Regions from separate parts of the Ovis aries genome. Here region 1 is linked to region 2. Evidence: chromatin contacts called from public Hi-C data. All regions are on one chromosome and are shown on one strand. Each heading gives the region's core, a stretch centred on a gene start, on an enhancer-like site or on the middle of the called end of the contact. The rest is flanking DNA. Distances are from core to core; before and after follow the strand shown. Region 1 holds the start of TRIM8 (tripartite motif containing 8). Region 2 overlaps SUFU (SUFU negative regulator of hedgehog signaling).

Region 1 (4,445 bases), core at 670-3,169, 43 kb after region 2:
TTTTTTGAAAGGATCAGACTCATGGGTCATTTTAAACTGGGCTTAAATCTCAGGTCTACCATTTAGAACAAACTCATGAATCTCAAATGCATAATCTTCAGCACAAACCTCCTCTGAGTCTGTATATACAATTGTCTCCTCTGGAATTTCCACTGGGATAGCTAAACCAATTCAAACATAATTTAGAACTATTCAAAAATCTCTCCACCCAAACCTAATCCTCTCCAGTTCTCTCCTTCTGGGTAAATGGCATCACCGCCCAGGCTCTTCTTAAGGCCCAAATCCTAAATTCAGAAGAATATTCTGTATTCATACAGTGATACGCATATCTTGATCCCATTCCTACTCTATTACTATTACGTGTTGATTCCTCTTCATCCCGTATCTAATTTGGCTCTACTTCCAAAATACATCCCAAATCTAGTAGTTTCTCACAACCAGCTTCAAGTCCAAACTCCTTACCACGACACTGTGTATTCTGGTTCCTGCCTGGCTTCTCCCTCACAACAGGCCTTCTTTTCTGCCCTGGAACATACTTTATTCATTGCTTTCGTACTTGTTTTTCCCTCTGATTGAAGCACTCTTTGGACTTCCCAGGTGGCACAGTGGTAAAGAATCCACCTGCCAACCAGAAGACACAATTTGATCCCTGGGTTTGGAAGCTCCCCTGGAGAAGGAAATGGCAACCCACTCCAGTATTCTTGCCTGGAAAATTCTATGGACAGATGAGCCTGGCGGGCTACAGTCCACAGGGTAGCAAAGAATCGGACATGACTAAGCGCACGTGCCACACCCAGATTGTCACTTGCCTGTGAAGTGAAGTCAAAGTCTCTCAGCCGTGTCCGACTCTTCTCAACCCCATGGACTGCATAGTCCATGGAATTCTCCAGGCCAGAATACTAGAGTGGGCAGCCTAACCCTTCTCCAGTAGATTTTCCTGGCCCAGAATCGCACCAGGATTTCCTGCATTGCACGCAGGTTCTTTACCAGTTGAACTACCAGGGGAGCCCTGACTCCTCCTGAATATTCAGATCTCAGCTCAAATTTCACTTTCTGCGAATATTGTATGAGTCCCTTACTCTCTGCCACAGAAATTATCTTACATAATTAGTTAAAAAAAATTGGGGGGGGGGTACAAATTTTCCAGGGAATCCCCAGGGCCTAGAAAAATGCCTAGTGCATGAGACTTTTGTTAAACATTTGTTAACTGACAGGTTGACTCCAATTTTTTTTTTACTCCAATTTTTTAGGCCTCTGTTTCCTTATAAATTGAAGAGACTAATAATGCATATTTTGTTTGGTAGATTTGAGCCTCAGAAATGTAGGGAAGGGAATTCTCTAGCTGTCCAGTGGTTAAGACTCTTCACTTCCACTGCAGTGGGAACAGGTTCGATCCCTGTGGAGGCACTAGGATCTCACATGCTGCCCTGGGCAGCCGAAAATAGAGTATCCAAAAAAAAAAAAAAATGTAGGTAAAAATATTGAGGATACTGGGGAAATTGCTGCACAGTGAACCTTTGCAATTTGCTGCTGAGTTCCATCAGATGAGCCGATTGACAAACCCCCCTTTCCCTCTCAGGTAAAAGGAGACACGGGTGAAGAGGCCTAGGAAGATGTGGTCCCACTCCACAGCATTAGCGTCTCCCTTTTAAGAAGCAGAGAAACTCATCCCCCGTCCCCAATGTTTAATGTACCGAAGTTAGTGCAAATCACGTGAGCCCTAGGTTGCCCCCGCCTTAAAGAGGCGGAGTCTCAGTTTGGAGACCAATAGCAGGAACAATCTCCGGAACAGCCCCCAACTCCAGACAGGGATAAGGGGAGGAGCCGGGCGCCCAGCAACTGTTATAGCACTTCCGGACAATACGCCCCGCCCCTCCTCCCCCTTCCCTGTCCGCTTATTTCTCCAGTGCCGGGTGGGCAGAACCAGCGGGTGCTGATTACAGGCGCCGCCGTAGTGCTGCTGCTTTCTCCTCGCCTACACCTCCCAGTCTCCCCCCGCTACCCTCGCAGAGTAGCGGGACCGGCCTTGATGTAGGGACACCACCCTCCTGCCTCCGCCTCTCTCCGCGCTAACTCGGGACCCCGGCTCACCGCAGTCCGCTCGCGTCTCCACCCTGCCCGCCGCGCTCTGCTCCGAGCTCATTGTATCCTCCCCATTCCTGGGCTCAGACTTCGAGGCCAAGCTGTGGCGGGAAGATCGGGGACCCCTGTGCACCCCTCCAGCCGGTTCCGCGAATTGGGGCCCCTCCCCCGCACTGCCGTCCTCGCAACAGCGCGGTAGTGGCGAGGGCTCTCTTTCCTCACCACTAAAGCAGAGAGGGCCGACTGGCGGGCAGCAGGGACGAAGCCCCCCACTCCCAGCCGCGAGCCCCTTCCTCCCGTCCTCTTCCTAGGGGAAGGAGAGCCGAAGCCCGAGCGAGCTGAGGCAGGAAAAAGGCAGCCGTGGACTGCCCAGCCAGCAGATCATTTTTATTATCGAGATTATTATTAAAAGGGGGCGGGGAACCCAGGATGAGAGGGAGGGGGTTAGAGACGCAGCTATTTTTATTAAACAGATTATTCCTGAAATAATAATACGCGCAAGATGGCTGAAGGTGGCTGTGATGAGAGTGTTGGGGCTTTTTTTTCTCCCCCCCCGTTTTTTTTGATCTGAGGATAAAGCTCTGAGGCGACAGCCGCTGCGGAGACCCTGCCCGGTGTGCCCTCCCCCCAGTTGAGAAGCAGCGGGCGGACAAACGGACCCACAGACGGAGCGACTGGCTCGGGCCCGCCCCGGACGCGTCGCCTGGGCAGCAGCTGGGGGCCGCGGGCGCTCGCCTTTCTGCCGACTTCTTCCAATTCTAATCTTTTTTTATTTTTTGGAAAGAACCAGGGTGGGTGGAGCAGAGGTGGAGAGAAATCAGGACTTGGCATTTTCTCCCCTGTCTTCTAATCTGAGGGAGGCCACCAGCCCTCCCCTTAAAAATCCCACCAAAAAAAAAAAAAAAAAAGCGAGCGATAGGAAGAACGCTGCAGGACCCTCCAGCGAGCGCGCTCGGACCCCCGGCCGCCACTGCGGCGGCTGCCGGGAGCTCAAGATGGCTGGACGCTGAGGGAGGCAGCCCGGCCCGGCTGTCTCGGCCCGGCTCCGCCGCCGCGGGCTGGCTCCGACCGCAGCCCCGAAGACCGGAGCAGAGGCCGAGAAGAAAAGAAAGTGGGGGGGGAGGGGGGCCGGGGTGACGAAGGGGGAGGGCCGGGCCGGGCGGGGGGGGAGGGGAGGGCCGGGAGCCGAGCCTCCTGTTCATTAGCAGTTGAGAAAAATTCCTTTCTAGTTTGATCAATCCTTGTTTTCCTCGGCAGAGCCGGGGCGCCCGCCCAGCGCGGAGACGGAGAGCGGGGTCTCTCCGCGGCGGGGGCGCCGGGCGCCAGGCCTCGGGGGAGCGCAGAAGTAGAGACGAGGGGGTCAGGCCGGAGCTCCGCCGGGGCTTCTCCTCCCTCCCTTTCTGGTTGGCTTTTTTTTTTTTTTTCCACTTCTCTCCCTCCCCCTTCCGTTTCTATTTGTGAAGGGAGGAGGAAGGCAGAGGCGGGCTGCTGTCTCTGGCCGGGGACTGGAATTTCATCTGAATGACTGCCCCTGCGCTCACGCAGCGCCCCGGAGTCGGCCCGCCTGCGCCCCGCAGCCCGCACCCGCAGACCGCGGGCCAGCGGGTGGACGCCCGCGCCGCGGCCCGGGGACAGGCTCGCCTCGCCCGCCCCGTCCGGATCTAGCAGTCCTTGGCCGGGCCGCACTCGCTTCCCCGGCCTCTCAGAGCCCGGACGAGGTGAGGGAGGCGCGGCGCCGGCGAGCCAGGAGAGAGCCACCATTGCCGCCGCCGTCTCTGGAGGAAGTGTGCGGCTCCCGGGCTCTGTCCGCCTTGGGGCGCGCCCCAATGTCAGCCGCGGGCCGGAGTGCGGGCCGCCGGCCGCCGCAGCCCTAGCCGCGCCGACCGGGAGGCCGCCTCTTATATGGAATTTGGACCCCGGCGCTCCCCTCCAGGGCTGGTGCCCCGGCCGCGGCCCTGGCGCAGTCCGCCGCCTCCCGCTAGGCGCTCGGGAGGAGGAGGAGGAGACGCAGCCGGCTGCGCGCGCTGCGTGAGGACCGAGGCTCACTCCTCTTGGGGGGCGGGCGCGCGGAAGGCGCTGGTGAACTGAGCGACTGTCGGGACCGCTCGGGGCTCGGTGGCCCTCCCGCGGCACCGGACGGACCCCCCAGGTCGGGGAGTTGGGGAGACCTGCCCGGGGCCCCTGCCGGCCGCCGCCGCCATGGCGGAGAATTGGAAGAACTGCTTTGAGGAGGAGCTCATCTGCCCGATCTGCCTGCACGTCTTCGTGGAGCCGGTGCAGCTACCGTGCAAACACAACTTCTGTCGGGGCTGCATCGGTGAGGCGTGGGCCAAGGACAGCGGCCTGGTGCGCTGCCCGGAGTG
Region 2 (4,773 bases), core at 591-3,090:
TCTTTATACACACAGGTTGGCCGTTCCCACTCGCTGTGTATGGCCCACCTGTACAGAGCGTCAGTGTCATCTCTGGGATTTTTAGAAGCAGCGCTCTGTTTGTATGCAGGTGAATTTTGAAAGCTGGGTAGAGCATAACTTTGTTTCTTATGGGCCACTCATGAAACAGGAACCGCAGACAGCCAGTAATGTGCCTGGCACATGCCTGCCTCCTTCTCTTTTGCCCTTGCCCTTTGCAAGTCATTGCCATCTCTGAACATTTTATGCCTCTGTAGAAATCTCACAGACCACAGGCAGCCTGTGTTAGTGCCAAGAGTTAGTGTCCTTTAGGAAGGCTGGGAGGGGGTAGGGAGAGGTAGCAGGCAGACAGGTAGCCTGTGGTCCCTGGGCTCATTACTGCAGACCTGGGAGTTCTCAGGCAGAAGCCTACTCATTCACAGATGATGCTACTGTTTACCTAGTGCCTTGAACACTGAAGCTTTCCGATCACTTCCAGGATCCTCTGTTATCTCTCCTTTAACTTGGTTTCCTAGTAGCTTCTGCTTATGCAAGAACCAGAACCACATGGCTGTGTTTCCCTAAGCCCTTGTTTGGCAGCCACACTGGGATCCAGCACAGGGCACCGTGGGCTGTTGCTTTGGCCCCTGTCCTAAGTGCCAAGTGCTAAGAAAGCACCTGATCGTTAAGCTACTAGGGTAAGCAGCCTGTCCTTGCTCTACATGCTGAGAACAGCTCTCCTCTCTAGTCTTCAGGTGTCTGTCCCTAAGGCCAGCCAGCAGGACCCAGAGCACTAGTGTTCTTTAAAAGCAACAAAGCACCTCGGTGTGCACCCAGTGGGAGCTGCTCTGTGCTCACTTGTGTCTCTGGGGTCTACTTGCAGCTGGTTTGTTTTAGAGCTGCTCCTGGCCCTTTGCTCCACACTCTACCACTAGCCAGCTGTGTGCGGGAACAAGTCCCCAGACTCCTCAGCGTCTTCACCCTTTCTTGTTTACTCATAAAGTAAGTGGGCTGAGCTCATTGAGCCAAGAGATGTCTTCAGCTTCTTGCTTAGGTGAGGGGCCCCAAGGTGGCCAGTGGAGAAGGGAGAACATAGACTCTATCCTGAGCAAACCAGCACCCACACACCCCTGCCTAGGGCACAGAGAGCCACTCCCTGTTGTCAGCTCAGAATCTCCAGCTTTGCCTGGGCTGATGGGAGCCCTGGAGATGGGGGGGGGGGGGGCTGATGGGAAGGAGGCATCAGGCCAGGGCCACCTGCTAATGGTGTCCAGAAATAAGGACCCTCTCTGTAGGCTTACCTTGTGCTTTCTGAACAGGCTTCCCGGCCAAGCAGCCGGCCAGTATGGGCCTGTGAAGCCATGGGGAGAAGGTCCCCAGACAGGGAGGAGCAGATTCTAATTGAGGTCCTGACTCAGGAGCTTTATTTGGCCCACATGACTGTTTATGAACAAGGTTGTGGGAGCCTCATCCAAAGGCTTTTGACCTTTCATCCAAAGCCCAACAGCACAACTGTATTTTATCGGAAATCCCAGGATGTTTGTGTTCACCTCTTCCTTGAGACCATTTGGAGAGTGTTTGGTCTCCACAATGTCGAGGCCTGTGTGAAGGCAGGACCTCTGGTGGGGCTTGCAGATGCTCACCGCCCTCCTGGCCGCCAGTTCAGTCTAAGAAATGGAAAAGAATTTCCATCCAGAATCCTTGGCCAAACAAGTCAGCAATGCTGCAGGGAAAGTCCTGCCCTTCTGCTCTCTGGGGGCTCGTCACCATGTGACCACACCCTCTGCTGTTGGAAGAAGAGACTGCAGGTGTGAGGCTGGAGAGGTGGGGCTGAGTCCCAGTCTCTCCCGCCTATGGCTGGCTTCCACACTGGCCTCTGGAGCAGGGCCGGGTGATCAGTCAGCAGAGGAAGAACTGTGCCTTTCCTCCGGGAGGTAGTTCCTGGCCCTGCTACGTCAGCTCCACAGGCCAGCACAGGGTGGGCAGAGTCAGGGCTCTGAAACAGGTATGAAGGTCACTATACTGGAAGTCTAATGAGTGAGAAGAAGCTTCCCTTGGGATTTCCATTCTCCCCAGCTCCCCTAACTGCTGGTTCTCCTGGAGGAGCCCAGTGGCTGGCAGAGACTGTCATTCGTTAGTAACCAGCGCAGAATAGTCAGGAATCCTGTTCTTCTGACACCTGTCCCACGCTTAGCTCTTACTCATGCTCGGGCTTGGTCATGTCCAGCTCTTTGTGACCCCATGGACGGCAGCCCACCAGGCTCTTCTGTCCGTGGGATTCTCCAGGCAAGAATACTGGAGTGGGTTGCCATTTCCTTCTCCAAGGTATCTTCCCTACCAAGGGGTCGAGCCCTCCTCTCCCACATTGGCAGGTAGATTCTTACCGCTGAGCCACCAAGGAAGCCCTTAGCTCTTATTGAGGCCGAGTAAATATGGGCAAGCAAATATGGGTGGTGACCTTGGGCCACTGGTTGGCTGAAGGAACTCTGGCTCTTTGGTTCTTTCCAAGCAGGAGCGAGTTGACAAAGGCATCGAGACAGACGGCTCCAACCTGAGTGGTGTCAGTGCCAAGTGTGCCTGGGATGACCTGAGCCGGCCCCCCGAGGATGACGAGGACAGCCGGAGCATCTGTGTGGGCGCTCAGCCCCGGCGGCTCTCAGGCAAAGGTGGGGGCCTTGCCTTGCCCTTGCCCAGGCTGGGTTTTAGCATTTCTTGGCAGGATTTAAGCCGCCAGTGAGATCTCCAGCAAGGTGGAATGGAGGGAGCTTTACTGGCCCATTTCTCCTGGGGTGTGTGTGTGTGTGTGTGCATTTCACATTGCACCTCCAGCAGGGACCATTATGTTTTAGATTTGCCCCTTGCAATCTGAGGTCAGGGAGGTGAGTAGAAGCCCTAGAACAGTTACAGGAAACGGCCATAGTCCACCCAAGTGCAGGAGAACAAGCCCTGGCCACCCACAGAATTGACACAGGGCCCAGCTCTAGCCTGAAAGACATGCCAGACCCGAGGATCACACTGGCCTCAGGCCTGCCCAGGCCTCTTATGGGAAAGGCCTGAGTATGAGACCAGTTTATAGACTTTACCCAACCCCTCCACACACACTGTCTTGCAGATACAAAGTAAGGGGCAGGGGCAAGCACCCTTACCTCTGAACCTAGGGAGTGCGCCTTGGAGGAGGGTATGACTCTCCTGTTGGAAGCTCACCATGCTAGTCTTGGCTAGAGAAATAGTCATGGTTTTAAAGAAACGGGATCTCTAACTATCTTCAAAAGAAAAGCAGCCGTATATAAAGATGTGCTTATAGCTGCTCTCTCTACTTCCTTTCTCTATTCTTCCCCCTTTCTTTATCTTTTGAAGAGTAAGATACTTGGTCCTGCATAAAATACAAACACTTGTGATAGCACTTATAAAAGGTTTTCTTTCCATAAAGAACAACTTAAACCCCTCATGCAAGTATCTGACCCTTTTCTTTCCTTCCTGCTTGTTCTAATGATGTGCCAAGTTCCAGGGAGGCTCTAAGAGACTGTACAGTTATTAGACTCATCCAGTTGCTTTTGTGAAAAAGAGCTAATTTAAGGAAGGATTCACAGCTTTGTCCAAAATTTCAACCATTATTGGCTATTTTTAAAAAATTCTTTTAAGTAAGATCCATGACGCTGTAACAAACAGCTAGAAAAGTCACTAATCATGTTCAGCATCTACCCTAAGCCCACTCTTTGATCAACCAACATTAATTTGCTTTTTAGTGTGTGTTTGCAGAAATAAGTCTTAGACCAAAATCTCAATATAGGGGACCAGAGTAGTAAGCTTTACCCCGAAGACCAGCAAAGCATCTTGCAAAGAAATAATTCCACCAAGAGACTCCTTTCTTACCTCCTGGTCCTTGGCAGATCTGTGGAGAGGCAGGGTTCCCTGGGATGGGACCAAGGTGGGAAGATGACTCAGCATCCCACTGACCTGGCCCCAGGGGAAAGGGTGACAAGACCAGACACCAGCTGACCACACCGAACCCAGAAACTTGTGTCAGGTTCGCCTGCCCGTTCGCGGCAGAGCACTTGCAGCCGTTACTTACATCCAGTAAGCAGGCGGAATTCCTGGGTGGTCTTGGGCAGTGGCTGTCTTGTGAGTCACTGTCTGGACCCATGTTAGGGGTAAGCCTAAGGCCTGTGACACAGGAAAGGAAGGACAGTGGAGGAGAGAGCCCTGCCTTGGAAGGTGCCCTTCTGGGGTCCAGGGCCTTGTCTTCTACAAGCGTGGTGCTCTTCAGACCAGAAGTTTCGGGGGTACATGATGCCTCGTCTGCCCCGTGTCCTCACGCTGCACTCAGATCTCACAGCTGATAGCTGGAGTGGCCTCAGGACCAGCCTCCTCGGGGGCTTTTCCCAGCACATCTGCAGAGCTGGGCTCTAAGGACGGGAATGGGGCTGTTGGGGCCCAGAGAGCCATTGGGTAACTTGGTGATGTCATTGCAGACACAGAGCAGATCCGGGAGACCTTGAGGAGAGGACTTGAGATCAACAGCAAACCCGTCCTTCCGCCAATCAACCCTCAGCGACAGAACGGCCTCACCCACGACCGGGCCCCGTAAGTTGCCCACCCACAGAGGGGGTCAGTCCAGCTTCCTGACAGCAGTGTCCTGAGACTGGGGCATGGGAGCAGTTCTGTCCTTCAGAGCCTGTCCCTATGGCTTGCATGAGAGAGAACAATGCCCAGAGGCCTTTCTGGATGGACTCAGGGTCTCTGGGACACACAGATCCATGGTCATAAGGGCCTCGG

The links. Hi-C and Micro-C count contacts between places; a contact is called where the count stands out from the background.
Region 1: a contact with region 2 is called in a Hi-C map of liver, with 2.2 times the contacts expected there. The contact joins the promoter of TRIM8 here to the enhancer-like site in region 2. A contact is called at or near these places in 5 of 16 Hi-C or Micro-C datasets (hypothalamus, liver, muscle and 2 more).

What each region holds. Positions count from the first base shown.
Region 1 is chr22:22,998,034-23,002,478 of ARS-UI_Ramb_v3.0, forward strand. It overlaps TRIM8 (tripartite motif containing 8), which reads left to right and starts at 1,920. Exons shown (of 6, transcript XM_015103277.4): 1 at 1,920-4,445. The coding sequence starts at 4,282. LOC121817635 (a long non-coding RNA gene) reads right to left here and starts at 2,444. Exons shown (of 3, transcript XR_006057657.2): 1 at 1-2,444.
Region 2 is chr22:22,955,306-22,960,078 of ARS-UI_Ramb_v3.0, forward strand. It overlaps SUFU (SUFU negative regulator of hedgehog signaling), which reads left to right. Exons shown (of 12, transcript XM_015103389.3): 7 at 2,507-2,663; 8 at 4,470-4,581. Among named protein-coding and RNA genes, the nearest start is that of TRIM8, 42 kb to the right of the region's middle. Within about 2 kb of position 1,841, at least 11 of the 54 cell types and tissues checked have an H3K27ac peak or open chromatin away from gene starts, as enhancers often do. A contact at or near this core is called in liver and muscle, where this site is marked.